Regions from separate parts of the Triticum aestivum genome. Here region 1 is linked to region 2. The links are chromatin contacts, called in public Hi-C maps. All regions are on one chromosome and are shown on one strand. Each heading gives the region's core, a stretch centred on a gene start, on an enhancer-like site or on the middle of the called end of the contact. The rest is flanking DNA. Distances are from core to core; before and after follow the strand shown.

What was found. Hi-C and Micro-C count contacts between places; a contact is called where the count stands out from the background.
Region 1: a Hi-C map of leaf shows a contact between it and region 2, with 5 times the contacts expected there. The contact joins the promoter of LOC123052073 here to the promoter of LOC100049049 in region 2. A contact is called at or near these places in 2 of 5 Hi-C or Micro-C datasets (both in leaf).

What each region holds. Positions count from the first base shown.
Region 1 is chr2D:120,398,200-120,401,625 of IWGSC CS RefSeq v2.1, forward strand. It overlaps LOC123052073, which reads right to left and starts at 1,847. Exons shown (of 7, transcript XM_044475143.1): 1 at 1,680-1,847; 2 at 234-302; 3 at 49-119. The coding sequence starts at 282.
Region 2 is chr2D:120,196,619-120,199,874 of IWGSC CS RefSeq v2.1, forward strand. It overlaps LOC100049049 (folate synthesis bifunctional protein, mitochondrial), which reads right to left and starts at 1,589. Exons shown (of 17, transcript XM_044475138.1): 1 at 1,293-1,589. The coding sequence starts at 1,524.

The DNA.
Region 1 (3,426 bases), core at 597-3,096, 200 kb after region 2:
TATTCACAAGTTAATCAGAATTATTTTTGCAAGAGCATTCCGGTTAACCTTTGCTACCATGCGCTGGAAGGTGACATCCTCATCGTCGATCTTGTCCTTCCCCTTCCCATACTTTCTATCTGCATACGCATAACCCCAAAGGTGATGATTTGATTTAAGAAAATGTCCAATAAACCAAAAAGGAGAAGAACCACTTGTCCACACTGGGACTTGAGAATGATGAAATCACTAACCTTTAGGGTCGCTGAGGTTAGTGTACTCACGAACCTCACGTCCAGACATGGCTGAGAGCTCGGCTGGCCCTATTTATATTTAGATCCAACATTAGGTACAATTTTTCGAACCAAGAAGGCTAAAAGTTTGAACAGAGTTTTTCGAAAAAACAAGAATTGGTATAGGAAAAACAATAAAGAACCCTTCAAAGAGAAATGGTATGACTCAACTGGGTCAACCAATTGGTAATTTCACTCAAAAAATGAATTGGTAGTTGAGCTCTTACTGTCTCAAACTACCGTCCAAACACAAATGGTGTTAACTTGGCATGGCCGGCAGTTTCTAAATTAGTAATCCTGTGACTTTGTTGTCAGAAAGTACTTTTTCCATAAGACAACTTGACATCTCAATACATGGCAATTGAATGTGATATACTGTACAACATTTGCAATCTGGACACGTGCTCTAACAACTACTTAAGATGGACCCAATATCCAATATCCGATCCATCCCCTATGCTCATTCTCTGAGCTCTTACAGTAAAGCACATTGAAATGAGCATAGGAGATGGATCCAATATTCACTCCTGATACAGTGATTTCAGCTCATAAAAAGCAGAATAATTTGGCAGGAGATAATATATGCAAGTGTTTGAGGATGTTTGTTGCAGCTGTGGGCGAGCCCGGGACATGTGATCAAGATGCAGTTTCAGGTGTGGCTGATATGACAGATGCAATGCAAGGTGCAGACAGGACATAATTAGTACTGCAGCAAAATCAGCATCAAGGTTGATGAAGAAATCCCCAAATTGAAGCAGTCATCCAGAGGCAGACTTGATGTGAGACTTGGGGTTTGAGCGGTACGCTAAACTCAAAATTCGTCCGATAAGTAAATGGGCCGACAATTTGAGTAGTCCTATCCTAAAGAAATACGGTGCTCTGCCCTCTCGGTCATCAATCAGATACAGGAAAGGAGAAATAACTAGCAGCTCAATCAGATCTGAGGCTTGCTCTTCCCTAGCTCTAGCCTCTAGGTCATCAATCTGTTAACTAAGCATGTGATACTACTGCCACCAATGTAGCACAATCATTTTCTTCAGACCTTTTTTGTTTCAAATAACTTGCTTCTACTTGCTGGGTGCCACCCTGCCAACTCCCAATGATGCCAAGCAGGGCACTCCAATTTAATAACCAATTGTAATGCGAGAGCTGGAGGAGCCAATACGCAATATACTCAACCCTAGTTAGCTGCTAAGGCAAATTGGGTCGGTAGATAATACATGAGATAATGAGAGGACGAAATAACAGAGTCAATACGCAATATATACGCAATAACAGGCTACTCTTAAGTCTTAACCCTAGGTTGGGCAGGGGCAGTGGACGCGCGCGCATCCACCCGCCTGGGATGGTGGGCAGAGGGAAAGGAGGGCGACGGCCGACGGAGAAACCGAGGAAGGCGAGGCCTACCTCAATCTGATGCGGTGCGTCGGAGAGAGGTGGGCGTTGCGGCGGCGGAGGAGTCCAACTTGCGGCGGACCGGGCAGAGCGTGTCGCCGTGTCGCTCGGGAGGAAGAGGGACGCCGCTGACCGCTTGGCACGGAGGGAGAGGGAGGTGAGGAAAATAAAAGATGGTCTTAGAAAAAGAGTAATTACTACTTCCAAACGGATCGAACCCAACAGCCAGAAAATGGTTAGGTTGGAAATCGGCCCCCAACTCTGATCGTTTCCTCTGGACGGCCCAGGCCCATTAGCGCTCGGCCATTCCTACGTTTCTTTTCTTCCCTCAAGGGGTTATACGATATTGTAGAAGTAGGCCAACACTTCCATTGGCCTGTCCACTACTGTTGGACTGAATCGTAGTGACTGCTTCCAACACTTGATTGAGGTTGTAAGCCAAAGGAGCAAAACTCCCCTCTCGTTAGGGTTTTATCTCCTCTCGTCGTCGTCGATGACGTAGAGATCTCCGTTACCTCCTCCGTTGTAACCCCGGTCTTCCTCTCGGGCTGAACTTGGGGAAACCTCAGGTTGCTACCCGGCCTTGGTGGGAGTCTAGGAGATCGGCAGAGGTAGGGTTTCCGATCTGGTGCGAGGGATCCATGGCAACTTCAGGCAAATCCGCGGCGTCGGGCAGCAGCAGCAAGGGGAAGGGAAAGCTAGAGGACATGATGAAGGAACTAGCCCTCGCATGGGGTGTAACCTCTCTATTCCCGCTGCAATTCTCTACTTATACATGGTGTTAACACTATATATTATTATCCAATGATATGCGGTTATCCTATGATATTTGAGTAGATCTGTTTTGTCCTATGGGTTGATTGATGTTCATGATTGGTTTGAGGTTGTATATTTCATTTTGGTGTTGTCTTATGGTGCCCTCCGTGTCGCGCAAACTTGAGGGATCCCCACTGTAGGGTGTTGCAATACGTTCATGATTCACTTATGATGGGTGGCGTGAGTGACAGAAGCACAGACTCGAGTAAGGGGGTTGTTGCGTATGGGATAAAGAGGACTTGATACTTAATGGTATGGTTGGGTTTTACCTTAATGATCTTTGTAGTTGCGGATGCTTGCTAGATTTCCAATCATAAGTGCATATGATCCAAGTACGGAAAGTATGTTTGCTCATGCATCTCCCCGATATAAAAATTGAAATGATGATTACCGGTTTAGTTATCGATCAACTAGGGACAAATAACTTTCTTGTGTGACAAAAGCTTTCTACTAAACTACTAAATTTATTATCTTGCAATTTATTCGTAGTTTTATTCTCGCAAAGTATTTCTACTTTTATTCTTGTTCTAGGTAAAGCAAACATTAAGTGTGCGTAGAGTTGTATCGATGGTCGATAGAACTTGAGGAAATATTTGTTCTACCTTTAGCTCCTCGTTGGGTTCGATACTCTTATTTATAAAAAAAAGTCTACAAACGATCTCCTATACTTGTGGGTTATCATGGCGCGCCCTCTAGAGGCGCCGTGTGAGCTCATGGCTCTCCCGTAGATCTTCTGGCCTCCTCCCGAAGGATATAGGGTTCCTTGTGGTCCAGAAAAAATCACTGTAAAGATTCATCGTGTTTGGACTTCGTTTGGTACTGATTTTCTGAAAAACCAAAAAATAAGCAAAAAAAGCAACAATTAGCACTGGGCACGGAGTTAATAGGCTAGTCCCCAAAAATGATGTAAAATTACATATAAGTATCTAAGATTGATAATATA
Region 2 (3,256 bases), core at 339-2,838:
ACTCGTCTAATGGGATTGGAAATGTGGTTACTCATTCCATCGCTAATGTTGTAATAGTGTGAAGGATAGTGATGTTATGTATGATTCAGTTCATTCCTGAGTGTTGGAATTGGCCGCTAAAGATTTTGTAAACAATTATTAATTTTATATATAGTACGGTTTCCAAATAATACCAAACTTGTCTTGCTAATGTCGTAATAGTGTGAAGGATAGTGATATTATGCATGATTTTGTTCATTCCTGCATGCTGGAATTGGTCATTAAAGATTTTGTAAACATTGATAGTTTTATATAGGACGTTTCAGAATCATACTTAACTTGTCTTACTTCCAAATTGGAAAATAATACTGTACTTAACTTGTCTGTACCATCAACGATTTCGAAGTTGACTTTGCAAATAAGTAGTCATGTCTAACAAGGTATCCCCATTATTCTGTAACCAAATGTCCATCAAAACTAGTTTGATTCTGGAACCAAATGAAATATTAATAGGACCAAGAGCTGGGTTTGTTGGCAATCACACAAACAAATTTTATTTTATTTTTGGACGAGCAGCTGTCTGCAACCTCGCACAAAACCAGGCATAAAAGAACAAATGAACTGAAGTTTTCAGAAACTCTCTGTTGAAGTCAGACATCTAGGTGGATAAAACCAAGAAATCGAGAACTTGCCACAAATTTAGCATCACCACTAGGAAAATATTATAATTTAGGATATAACTTCTGAAAACTCTGCTTCTTCTTTCTTTCTTATTTTTGCGGATGAAAACTCTGCTATTTGTTCATCCCAAACTGCAAGGGCCCTAAAATTTCCACCAAGAAAGGACCAAAGAGCAGCAGCAGGAAGAAACGAAGAGCTAAACAAACATCTTTTCCTGGGTTGGTTAACTGACACACCAACGAAGGGAAATGTTTATGGGATGCCAATGAACAAAGCAGAGCTCCAAATTGACCAAAAGAATAAAGCAAGGAAGGGTCGAATGAGACCGTTGGGTCCATGAATCTCCAGCTTTCCCTCCTGAGCCCAAACGCAGCCTCTCGGCATAATGGTTTCCTGCTCTCATCTAAACCTAAAATTTCAGGAATCCAGGAAATGGGTACCAAAAGCAGCCTATCTGCACTGAAGTGAACCGACCAAAGCAAGGGGGGAAGGAGGAACCAAGAACACAGATTTTCCCCATCCGTTGCTACTCAGTCAAGCTAAGAAATGCATTGTTTCTTGGTTTTCCGAAGTAAAATCAAACCAAAAGAACAGAGAAATGGCTACCAGAAGTAATAATACGACTCGCTTACCATCGTTTGAGTCGGTGTTGGCATGAGCTCCCAGTGAGGCGGCGGCCAAGAACAGCAGCGCCGCTCCAATGGCCGCAGCTCCTCCTCTCCTCCCCCTCATCTTGGTCGTGGCCGTGGTCGTGGCTGCTGCGTTGGTCACTGCAGCACCCGTCTGCAGGCAGGCAGAGGCTCTGGGAACACAGCAGCACCGCTGCAACGCCCAATAACTTATGCTCCGGAAAAGGTATATCATCACCTTTTCTTTTTTCTCAGTGCTGACATGTCCTTCTTTTCCCCAGTGGATTGTGTATTTGTCAGCAAGCTAGAATCAGGGAGGAGGGGAAGGGGCTTTAAGAAGTGCACTTCGCACGCTCAGAAACCCCTCGGAAAAGGCAAAAACTAATTATCCCTTCACGAGCAGTGTCACTTTTTGCAGCGTCGTTCTGGGACTGAGGCAAGATTTCTGCACAGGCCCGTTGTGTCCATTTTCTTTTTGCGAAAATGACTTGAATCGATTATAAAGGTTTACAAAAAGTACAAAGCATCCTAAATATAATAAAAACTACATTAAGATCCCTAGACCACGAGACGACCACTACTATAGCGGGACGAGCCGATGCCGCACCATCGTCGTCGCTCCCCTATCGAAACCTGACTGGCCTTGTCGATGACAGTCGAGAAGTCGTCATGCATGTGCCTTGAGAGACCAGCATCCCGGAGCCGCAGTTATCGTCGGTGAACCTTTGAATCGATCCGAAGCACTTGACACCAGAATTCCGCGAGAAGCCCTAACCTCGTCGTTCCAAGGAGACGGCAAAAATCTACGCCAAAGCTCCGTCGATTCCGTTCCGCCGGACGAATTCGAGGTTGATCGGAGCCTGGAAGACCTACTCGACGATGAAGCGCCGCCATCCGTCGAGCGTCGCCTCCACAAGGATCACTTACGCCTCCCAACAATACAAAGCACCACCAGAACGAGGAGTGAGTTGGGAGAATTTATTCCAAGCCGTCGACGTCGCCGTCGTCTGGCCGCCGCCAACTAGAGAAAAAAAAACTACAACTATTCCTGCCTCCATCATAGGCCTGAACACTTAGATCCAGAGTTCCCCCGTCCTCCCGTGGTCACATCGCCGACGGTGGCTAGGGGAACCCATGGTTGCGCCGGAGGTTGAAGGAGGGGAATTACCACCGCCTTCTAATCGCCTCCTGTAGGAAACCAAGAAAATTGTTCAAGCGGTTGTATTAGTTTGATATAATGATTAGATGAAAATATCATTTATCAAAAAAGAAATAAGAAGATGTTTGATGTGTCTTTCTATAGCTTTGGCCTTCTTTTCCTTTTGAGAATAGGCAAAGATTCTGCACAAAAGATAAAAAGAATACACAAAGCTTATATATCTTTCATTGATATAGAGAGCTCTAGCCTTTCCAACGAAATGAAATCTATTGCGTACATATAAAATTTTGGGTAAGTTGAAATAGTGAAAACAAGAGTGAGTCATTGTATTCGCATACCAAAAGTGCACCAATGCCACAAAAAGATCGGGGGCAAAGTGAGTGTGATTCAGAAGTTTTATATTCTTGCGTGTCCTTGCGGGAGAAAGTGTATGTATGCGCAATGACACGTTGAAGAGGTGAGTGGAAGATGTTGCGGTCACTTCTTTTGTGGTGTTGTGCGTCGTGGCTCCCATGCCATGCGGCCGGGAACGTTGCCGTCCGTGCGGTCGCTTTTGCTGATTGGCAATCAATTATACTCCTACTGATACTGCCGGCGCTCGCGCGCATGCGTGCGCGGTGTGTACGCTCTTCAGTCTTGAGCACTCCTTCATTTTTTGACCAGTTCCAGCATGGCCACAGCCAATTCCCTGTTGTTCTCCTTGGAAAGAGGGCCAAAGGGATCCAAAGATGCTTCAGGAACAGGCACTAATTTTGATGCAGTAAGTTTATCGAGTTATTTATAACGCGGAAACTTCACATGAAATTAA